2 separate regions of the Hordeum vulgare genome follow, and region 2 is linked to region 1. The links are chromatin contacts, called in public Hi-C maps. All regions are on one chromosome and are shown on one strand. Each heading gives the region's core, a stretch centred on a gene start, on an enhancer-like site or on the middle of the called end of the contact. The rest is flanking DNA. Distances are from core to core; before and after follow the strand shown. Region 1 holds the start of LOC123427173 (putative adenylate cyclase regulatory protein). Region 2 holds the start of LOC123427174 (calmodulin-binding receptor-like cytoplasmic kinase 3).

Region 1 (5,213 bases), core at 875-3,374:
CCTCCGTCGCCGCACTTCGCCGCCCCGCGCGCCGCTGCCTCCAGCCTCGCCGCCCCGTCGCATGGTGTGTTGCGCCCGCCGCCAGATCCGGCCCGGCTCGTCATGGATCCGGCCGGCCCACGCGCCCCTCGGCCTCGCCTCCACCTCTGACCACCGCCGCGACGCTCGCCGGCGCCGGAGCCGCCGTCGATGGACCGGCCTCGCCTCCACCTCTGACCACCGCCGCGACGCTCGCCGGCGCCGGAGCCGCCGTCGATGGACCGGCCTCGTCCTCAGCCAGATCGGGACCGGACCATCCCGATCCACCCTATCCTTGGACCGGTGGAGGACAGGGGCTTTTATGAAAAAACGAAACTTTTTTTCATTTAATGAAGGACCGCAGGTTGATTTTGAAAAAACAGGAAGACGTTTTTGCAAAATTGCCACGACGGACAACAAAAACAATATTTGCTTTATTATTAGGAAAAAGATTACCTTTCACCGGCTGATCCCCGCGATCCATCCGCCGTCCGCTTGACCGTTGGATCTCAATCTGATCTCGAACAGCTTCCGCGTGAGTTGTGATCGTTTTTTCTGAAACGATGTTGTTGTTTCACGAACCGTTTCCTGCAGCTCCTCCCGAGCGCCCCTGCCCGAGACTGCACCGCCGCTTGCCATCGCCCGCACCGGCCGGCCTCGCCGGAGCAGGGCCACCGCGCCTGCACCTCCCCGCCGCCCGAAGCCTCCTGAGCCTCTGCCCGAGCGAGCCGCCGGCTCCCTCCTCCTCCTGAGCGCTGCCCGAGCACGGTCCAGCATGCCCCGCCGTGGTGCACCGCCGCCGGCCGATCCTGCCGCCATCGGAGCCCCTGCCACCGGCGCCGGAGCCCCCAACCATTGTCGTCGTGTTCCTGCCGCCGGCCGACCCGCGTCGGCCCTGCCTCCCCGCGCTAGACCGGATCTGGATCGATCCCTCCGCCTGCCATGGGGCTTGGGAATCAAGCATGGCCGTCATGGTTGTGCGTCCTCCACAGCTCCATACCCCCCTCTGTTTTCCGTTTGAAGGAAGAAGATGGAGTTTCTACAACATAAACTTTTGTTGCAAAAAATTATTTCGCAGCAATACTTATGTTGCGGAAAGACGAAGGAAAAAACTGCAACAAAGCGATTGTTTCAAAAACTCGACGGTTGTTTCACGAATTACCCGGTGCCCAAGAAGCGCGCGCGAAGAAAAAAAACTGCAACAAAGCGATTGTTTCAGAAACTCAAGCGTTGTTTCAGGAATTACCGGGTGCCCAACCGAAGCGGGCGTGAAGAAAAAAAAACTACAACAAAGCAATTGTTTCATAAACTCGAGCATCGTTTCAGGAATTAGGCCAAAGCCCCGCGTGCGGATCGGATGGATGAGATCGGCTGGATGCACCAAATCAAACGACTGTGAAGGTGACGGATCATTGGAAATAATCCACCGATGGACGCGGAGCGTTGCCCTTATTATTAGGGAGAGATTTTGTGTCGAAATAACTCAAACGGACACTAGGGGCCAAAATTATCGGTTGGAGTTGATTTTACCCTATTATAGGATGTGGTGTGTTGAGATGCTATATTGCCCGATGTCAAACGTGTTTTCTCACAGAAACAAAAAGAAACACCAAACGTTTCTTTTTCTTTTTTTGAGAACGTGTTCATTTTGTTTTGTCGCACCAAAAAGTTGACACATGCGGTTGCTGACCCGCACGCGATAGTACCACCTCTGTACGACGAGTGTACCAGGGAGAGGCGATAAATAGCAAAACAAAAAAAAACTGCGCTCGTAAAGCCGCGGGCCCCACGTGCACCCCCGCGGAACGAACAAGACTCTTCGGGGCAAGCACATTCCGGGGGTGCCGTGCGCCCGCCCGCCACCGTGGTGCCCCACCTCCTTTGCCTTATCCCTTCCGCTTCCCGGTGGCCCCCACGCCCTCGCCTAACACCCACCATCCTCCCTCTACGCCCTCTCACTGACTGCGGGACCGGACGGCCTTCCGTCCCCGCATGTCAGCGACCAGATGTTCGTAGCCCAAGCGTACCGTTCCGCCGCTCCACGACACGTGGAGCTCGCGCGCTGCTCCCCGGCTCTCGCTATAAGGCATTTTTTTCCTCCATCCCCGCACCTTTCCTCCTCCCTCCCCCCACTCGTGGCCGGACCTGACCTCGTGTCGTCACTGTCGCCCGCGAGGCTTCGCCGGATTGGAACCGGGTACGACACGGCGGCGATGGTTTCAGCCGCCGGCCCCCTCGAGCTCTGCTAATCCGCGGCTCGGCCCGGCATCCGGTGGCCTAATTCGACGCCCGATCAGGTAATTTCATCACCTCCTGTGCAATAATAGTAACCAACTTTGGGCGCGAGTGCGATTTTCTCGGGCGCTGCTGATTTCGTCCGACCCCCGTCTCTGCTCTGATCCTCTCTTCTTCGGTTATCCCTGTCCGGAGATTTGGGCATCTTTGCAGTTCGTTATGTCCACCCTCCGATTTGCAGAGCTTGGTGCGGACGGAACGTTTGGTACTGTTGGATGTTTTGGGGGTTCTGTTCTCTGTTCAGCGTAATCATCCGCAGGGGCTGGTTGCTTCTGTTCGTAGGGCTCGATTGCGTGTGGGATTGGTTGGAAGTGTGTGGTGATTGGACGCCCAGGCTCAGTTGCGTGGGAGACGAACACTTCACTCGAAATCGACCACTTGCAGTAGAATCCATTGCGTGGGGGTTTAGTCTTGTCTGACTACGTCTGCATACAATCTTCATCTTCTGATAGTAATTTCCTTACTGCAGTGCAAGTTAAGCCTATTGATTGTATTAATTTTACTTGATGATGACGCAGGATGGCGTTGAAGGATGCCAACTCGTAATCGTCACGCCCTGGAATGGATGCTAGAGAATCAAGCCGTCGGCACCTCTAATATGCACCTTTGAGTCTATCCATGGTCTGTGACACTGTACGTCCATCCATAGACTTGAGCAAGTGATCAGGTTTTCTTCAGCGCAACAACTCGTCATGGGCAGTGCTTGCTCAAGGAACAGAGGCCAAGTGGTCCATGAGGACCAACTGTACAGCGTCAAGTTCTCCAAGAGCGGCAGCTTCAAATGGCTGATGCACACGCTGTCCCGCAGCAGCTCCGATGTGCTCCGGAAGGCCCAGGGACCGACGCCAGGTCGCCGCCCAACTCTGGTGGAACTTTGCGTGGCCAGAGTCCGTGAGGTACTCATCTGACCTCGTATGTTCAGAGTTTGGTGAAGCGATGCGCCAATGCCCGTTCTTGGCTGAGTTGGTGCGGGTGATTGCAGGACATAAGCAGGTATTCAGATTTCTCCATGCTACCTAGGGATCTTAGCCAGCTGATATTCAACGAACTGGTGCAGTGTAGCTACATCAATGAGGAGTTGCTGGGAGCTTTTCGTGACTGTGCTTTGCAGGTGAATTTTTGGTACTTGTTTGGTAAACTGTTTCCATTGAATTTTTGTACTTGTTTGTCCTAAATACAATTTTTAAGGCGAAACAACGGGAAAATTCCCACTGCATTTTTTTTATTAATATGGGTTATGCACAAAAGAATGATGAATAGAAGAATACAAGTCTAGCTTATCCCAGTTAACTATGAACAATTACTTGATGTAAAATTAAAGTTCCTTACCATCAACCAGGCCTTTATATGAAAATGTATTTTATTTCTCTCGACAAACTCTGAAAGGCATCTTATCAGACATTAGTTGTTGGTTTTTCAAGGTTCACTCAGTAATTTAGAATGCAATTCTTTGTCAAGCTTGTCTTGAGCTTGTTCATAGAAAGTAAAAATTGCTTTGGTAAATTTATCCAGTAAGAATGAAGAAGTCCCTATTCCTTAGGGAAGCCCATTTAATAGACCATTTGAGATCACTTAGGTAGCTACCTTTTTCCTAGTCAGATGGCACTTCTTGCTTAAGGTAAGTTGCAAGCCAAGCCACCAGTTTCCTTGGTGAGATAGACCAAAAAAGAAAAACTTGAAGGCTTCTATCGCGCTCTGGGACGAGTTAGCCTTATGTCAACCAATTGATCTTCCACACTATTCGGTATCAGGATATCTGTCTGGATGAGTACCCTGGAGTGAAGGATGCTTGGATGGAAGTAATTGCTTCTCAAGGGCAGTCCTTGCTATCTGTTGACATCTCTTGCTCTGATGTGACTGATAGTGGATTGAATCTCCTTAAAGATTGCTCAAATATGCAAAGTCTGGCATGCAATTACTGTGATCAAATTTCTGAACATGGACTTAAAACCGTGTCAGGTAAGTGATGACAATAGTCCAATAGCTGTGCTTTCTTACACCTGTACGAGTCTGGGGGGTGAATGTTCATTTTTATGATGTATGATGTGTGTCTTCATTCTGCAGGCCTCTCAAACTTGACATCGCTCAGCCTTAAGAAATGTGCTGCTGTTACAGCTGACGGAGCAAAAGCCTTTGCAAACTTAGTTAACTTGGTAAATTTGGACCTTGAGCGATGCCCAAAAATTCATGGTGGCCTTGTTCACTTAAAAGGTGGCCTTTTGTTCCATGAAACAATTGTTTGTAAAGCATGCCCAATCACCTGATTTATTCCAACGTATAAGACTCAAACCATACATGCTACTGTTGGTTATCACAACAATATGGGCATCTTGAGTGTTCTCTTCTACACATTTCCATTTCCTGACATGTGATACATACATTTGTTTGTAGTCACTATAAGAACTGGCATGCGGCCTATTTATTCACATTCCGCTCAATAGCAAGTATATCAGAAAAACTACTTGCCTCTGTTGCAATAACATAACATTCTTTATTTCTTTTACAGGCTTGAGAAAACTGGAAACGCTGAACATGAGATATTGTAACAGCATCACAGATTCAGACATGAAGTATTTATCAGGTTATAACTCTTCTATGACTAGTCTAAACCAATCTATGTTTTCATACACATTGATCTACAATGCAATGCCCTTATCCTTGTGTAGATTTTACGAGCTTGAAAGAGTTGCAACTGTCTTGCTGCAAAATAAGTGATTGTGGTGTTTCTTATCTGAGAGGTAACCACGAAACACATGCTCTTGATTTTTTTTTGCTAACTCTTCGTTTTTATTTACTTGGTAACCCGAGGGTTTATCTAAATTTAGCCGTGTTTAAGTTGCTGGTTTGATCTCTTAGGTCTGTCCAAACTATCCCACTTAAATCTGGAGGGCTGTGCAGTG
Region 2 (5,149 bases), core at 223-2,722, 350 kb before region 1:
CAGTAAAGAAGTGTGATGTGCCTCATTTGTATCCGATGTCCCACACTAATTAGCACACTGATGGACACAATAGTTTGCCTCCAGGCATATCTCACTTTAGTCCACAAGTTGTCCAAAATATACGTCCAAATCTCTCACACTTAGACCAAGAGTTCTCCAAAATCCGCCTCCAAGCGTATCTCACTTCAGAGCAATACTTTTCCTCTTGTCCCTTGTAGTGGTACAGTACTACAATGCAAATAGCAAATGTGTAGAACATTTAATTTAGTCATTTGTGATGAATGAATAAATGATAGCTACAGGTCGAGGGATGATATGACAATAACTGCTGAGATAGTGCACCATGAGTAGGCAACTTTGTAGGTAAAAGTACCTACTTGATCTAGGTGTAGCCAAGGCATACAGTAAAATGAGTGGAACACATCCTTACAACTATTCCTGGTAATATGTTGTTCGACTAGTCTATAAAACGTTCACCTGTAAATGCTCTGTTATCTGGCCCTATCAGTCAAACAAATCAAAGGCTCAAAAATGTAAATGAATTATCCTCCTAGCCAATAACGAAACTGCCCCCCTTTCCATTCTTGTCATTTGCCACAAAACATCTACAGCTGATGTTTTTACATGCAGTACTACAGCACTGGGGCCTCTGCATATTTATAGTAAGCACGTTTACTTGACAATGCACGCAACTAACAAACATAGATGACAAAACAAGACCACCACTCTAGACAAAATTGTACTTATAGACAGATCGAACTAGCCACGAGAGACAAATTTACCCATGTGTCAGCTGAAAGCAGTAAGGGGTAGCAAACAAAAGGGCTTGAGACGGCGCCCCGTACAATTACCAAACCTGGCGTCCCCTAGCACAACCACAGCAAAATTGCAGCTTCAGGGAGCCTTATCCGCAGCCCTGTCAGTTTCAGAAACAACACCGCGAGAAGCCCAATCCTAGCTTCCAGATTGATAAGCATGCGAGCTAGCGGCTGCAACAAGTAAAGAAAGCATCGAGAAGCGCAGCCCTACCCCGACAGCGAAATCCCACAGCAGAGAAGTAACCCCAAGAACGATGAACACGGCACTAGGCTAGCAACCATTGCGACCGGCGGTGTGACAGAGGCGAGCTAGCAATCAAGCAGGGAGGCGACCTAACCACGCGCGGAAGAAGCATCGTCGCAATCGGACTCGGAGAGGTCCGAGGAAGCAGGGACTCACCGGAGGATATGGCTATGGGATATAGGCTGAGCCGCCGCGCGCCGAATGCTCCGCCGCCGCGGAAGCCGCAAGATCCACGCTGGGACGTCTACGCGGAAATGGCGAGGAAGGCGCCGACCGGGACAAGGATGGCGCCTTTGGTTTGATCGGATCTTTGGTGGGGTGGGATGGAAACCGTGTGCGAGGACCGGAGGGAGAGGCCGCCGAGACGAGACCGACGACCCGGGCGGGGGGAGGCGACTGGTAAACGACGCCGACGGAGGGAATTTTTTTTGTGTGGCGCCGGGTTGAGCTCTGGCCCGTTTTGTCAGTGGGAGTGCGGCGGCTGGTTGGTGCTGGGAGGCGTACGTACGACCCTGTCGCTGCGGGTGGGTGCCGCGGCAGCCGCAACGGCGTGTATCCCTTTGGTCCACCCCGAAGATCCTTTGAGTTTTTTTTTTTTTTGAACACGAGATCCTTTGAGTTTGAGGCATGCTACTGGTCATCAAAGTATATAATTTTTTTGCAAGGGGTCATCAAAGTATTTAGACTCACGTACACGTGTGTACACTTACCATTTGAATGTGTACACACTCTCTGTCCTAATGACTATGATCACATTTAAGAGACTAATTCGATAGATCTTAAGATTGACGAAGGAGCTACATGCATCTCGTAGTCGACGAGCACACTGTATCCCATGAAAATCTAACGCTATGATTGTGCATTGTAGTTTATATGTTGGAGAGGCATATGCTAACATGATGTAAAATTCATTATCTGTATTTTATTTATGGTTGAAACATTAGCAAGCATCCACAACTATTGAGTTTATACCACATGCAATAACGTCATAAACTCGTGACATGGCATCCGTCACTCCAACATCCATCCTGAGCAAATTTATCACATATTGCTAACTCTGAAGTGTGATCCACATACATGTGCGCTCATATGTTTGACACCACAGGACAACACCAATATCGTAACATACAACCCATATCAATCAAAATAGATCACCGGTCATCATAAGACAAAACGATATACTCATACATGATAACAATGGAACAAATCATTGGATACAATTAATCACATTAAAATCATGTTCAAGTAGTGGATTACAAAAGTTTTTGGATGTATGGACCATTGTAGAGAGGGCGAAGATGGTGGTGAAATTCATGGAGGCGATGGAGAGATGGCAGTGACGACGATCCCCTTGGCGACTCTCGAGAGCTACCATAAGTGAGGAGGATAGCCCCCCCACACACACATTCTTCAATAGGTTACTATGTATAGAAGAGTAGATCGTTTGGGAAACAAGTGGAGGTTTAGCGAGGTTCAGGACCTCATGGTGGAGGTGATACCCTGTTCCTACTCAGTTGTATTGATTGTGTATAGGGATTAAAAGATGGCAGAGGGATCGGTATCAACTCTATGTTTACTTATTATATTGGCTAGCCCCGACTTATTCCAGGGTCTAGGGTTACATGATCCTAGCCGATTATGGAGGAGACCTACTTGATGATGATTTCCTTGATGTGTACTCCAAGTCCTTTGGGTCCTCTCCTGTTCGGCCCATAGACGTGGATTACAACCCAAGGCATAAATCTATCAAGGGGGCTTCAAGGTGACCTACTCAGGGCAGTTTCCTGTATGATGAGGCGCCCCTGGGCTATAACCCCGTTAGGTGGACTAGCACAAATGCCCGTGCGTTGCAACGGGAAAAAAACTATTTCTCTATTGCTGCACCTTCTTATAGTAAAAGAATAGATGGTGCAACACTTGAGAATTAGATATAAAAATAATTTTTGGACATATGCAAGAATAAGATACAGATTTTTAAAAGGCCATTCAGGAAGCTTAAAATGTGGTGTTGTTGTCACGGCCTGATTTCCTAAAAGCATTCATGTTATAGTCATTTTTGATGTATAAGGTTGTTTTTTTCTCCCCATATCACCCTCCCTTTTATACAAAAAGTATACATGTTGTAACACTTTAATCAAGCTATAGAGATATGGTATATATAAAAGGAACTTTTGGACATGCATGTGCAAGAAATAAGATAGGGATTTTTAAAATTCCATTTAGAAAACTAAAGATGGGATGCCGTTGTCATGGCCTGATCTCCTGAGAGCATTCACGTTATAGTCATTTTTTATGTATAAGGTTGCCTCGACCATTATGTGAATCAAACAAACGTAACTCTGCACAAATTATATGCAAATGGTGCTGCCCTACAAAATTCATATTTAATAAACAAAGCAAAAGTTTGGCACTATATATTTTATCATAATTAATCCATGTTTTTTGCACATGTTTTGCAATTAATCTAATTATTTTTAACCACATAAATACCTCTTATATCAAGGTATAAGACCGGAGGAGCAATTTTTTTCTGTTCTCTCTCCCTCGTTTTACACACGACCTTCATGTCTGAATCAATCTCACAAAACGGGACCCTTTAATATTATTTATTGATTCTCAATGCTGCTTGTTGACTGAAAGTCATAGACCTATATAAATTGGTAAAGTACCATGTAAAGAAGCGAGGTGGTGCTATTTAATGTGCAGAAAAGCTTAAATCTTACACGAGGATGAGCTAGCCCGGTTGGTCGCAGCCTGCAAGCTTGACGTAGAATGTCGGTAGTTTGATTCCATATGAACACGTCTGATTTTTTAGATTTGACGGGCTGACGAGCAGGCCCAATAGCAACAACTGAAGTGCGGGCCAAGGCCTCGTGAAGCTAACAGGGGCCTTTCTGCAAAAAAATGACTGAATCGTTTTTTCACTTCAAAAGGGAGTGCGAGTTGAATACCTAAAACCCCAGGGGCCTTTATGCAAATCAGCTGCGGCGGGTTTTCCGACAGAACCGGTAGCCTCTTTATTATTAGGTAAGGATTAGAGTTGGATGAACTTCACGAGGTCAAAGGACCCATCTTACTTCTATGTCAAGTCCGCTCGAAATTTCTTCGATCGGCTCACACGATGGAGCTGAGGAGTAAAAGCTTGTCAGCTTGCTCCATAGGACAAGACCCAAACTATGAACGTAGCGTATGACCGTGTCAGTTTATTGCTACTGTTTTCTACATGTCAATGTATCTGTTCCTATGACCATGAGATCATGCAACTCCCGGACACCGGAGGAATACCTTATGTGTATCAAACGTCATAACGTAACTGGGTGACTATAAAGGTGCTCTACAGGTATCTCCGAAGGTGTCTGTTGGGTTGGCATGAATCAAGACTGGGATTTATCACTCCGTGTGACGGAGAGGTATCTCGCGGCCCACTCAGTAATACAACATCACAATAAGCCTTGCAAGTAATGTGAATAAAGAGTTAGTCACGGGATCTTGTACTACGAAACGATTAAAGAGACTTGCCAGTAATGAGATTGAACTAGGTATAGAGATACCGACGATCGAATCTCGGGCAAGTAACATACCAAAGGACAAAGCGAACAACATATGGATTAACTGAATCCTTGACATAGAGTTTAAACGATAAAAATCTTCGTAGAATATGTAGGAGCCAATATGGGCATCCAGGTCCCGCTATTGGTTATTGACCAGAGAGTTTCTCAGGTCATGTCTGCATAGTTCTCGAACCCGCAGGGTCCGCACACTTAAGGTTCAGTGACGTTTCGGTATTATTGAGTTAGTATGTTGGTGATCGAAAGTTCTTAGGAGTCCGGATGAGATCCCGGATGTCACGTGGAGCTCCGGAATGGTCAGGAGGTAAAGATTGATATATAGGAAAGTTGCATTTGGCTTCCGGAAAGTTTTCTGGCATTACCGGTAAAGTACCGGGAGTTACAAATGGGTTTTAGAGTTTTACCGGGAGGGGCCATCCACCCGAGAGAGGACCTAATAAGCCGAAAGGTGGTGCACCAGCCCAGGGCTGGTGCGGCCAGCCCAATAAGCGTATTTCGGCCAAGTGTAAAAGAAAAGG

Evidence for each region. A called contact is a pair of places that touch in the nucleus more often than the background predicts.
Region 2: a Hi-C map of seedling shows a contact between it and region 1, with 8 times the contacts expected there. The contact joins the promoter of LOC123427174 here to the promoter of LOC123427173 in region 1. A contact is called at or near these places in 3 of 6 Hi-C or Micro-C datasets (leaf and seedling) and 1 of 1 datasets of contacts at active chromatin or transcription factors (embryo).

The regions. Positions count from the first base shown.
Region 1 is chr2H:549,017,135-549,022,347 of MorexV3_pseudomolecules_assembly, reverse strand. LOC123427173 (putative adenylate cyclase regulatory protein) reads left to right here and starts at 2,124. Exons shown (of 16, transcript XM_045111147.1): 1 at 2,124-2,315; 2 at 2,832-3,209; 3 at 3,296-3,424; 4 at 4,065-4,272; 5 at 4,378-4,524; 6 at 4,820-4,894; 7 at 4,980-5,051; 8 at 5,170-5,213. The coding sequence starts at 3,006.
Region 2 is chr2H:549,366,658-549,371,806 of MorexV3_pseudomolecules_assembly, reverse strand. LOC123427174 (calmodulin-binding receptor-like cytoplasmic kinase 3) reads right to left here and starts at 1,472. Exons shown (of 7, transcript XM_045111150.1): 1 at 1,157-1,472; 2 at 1-228.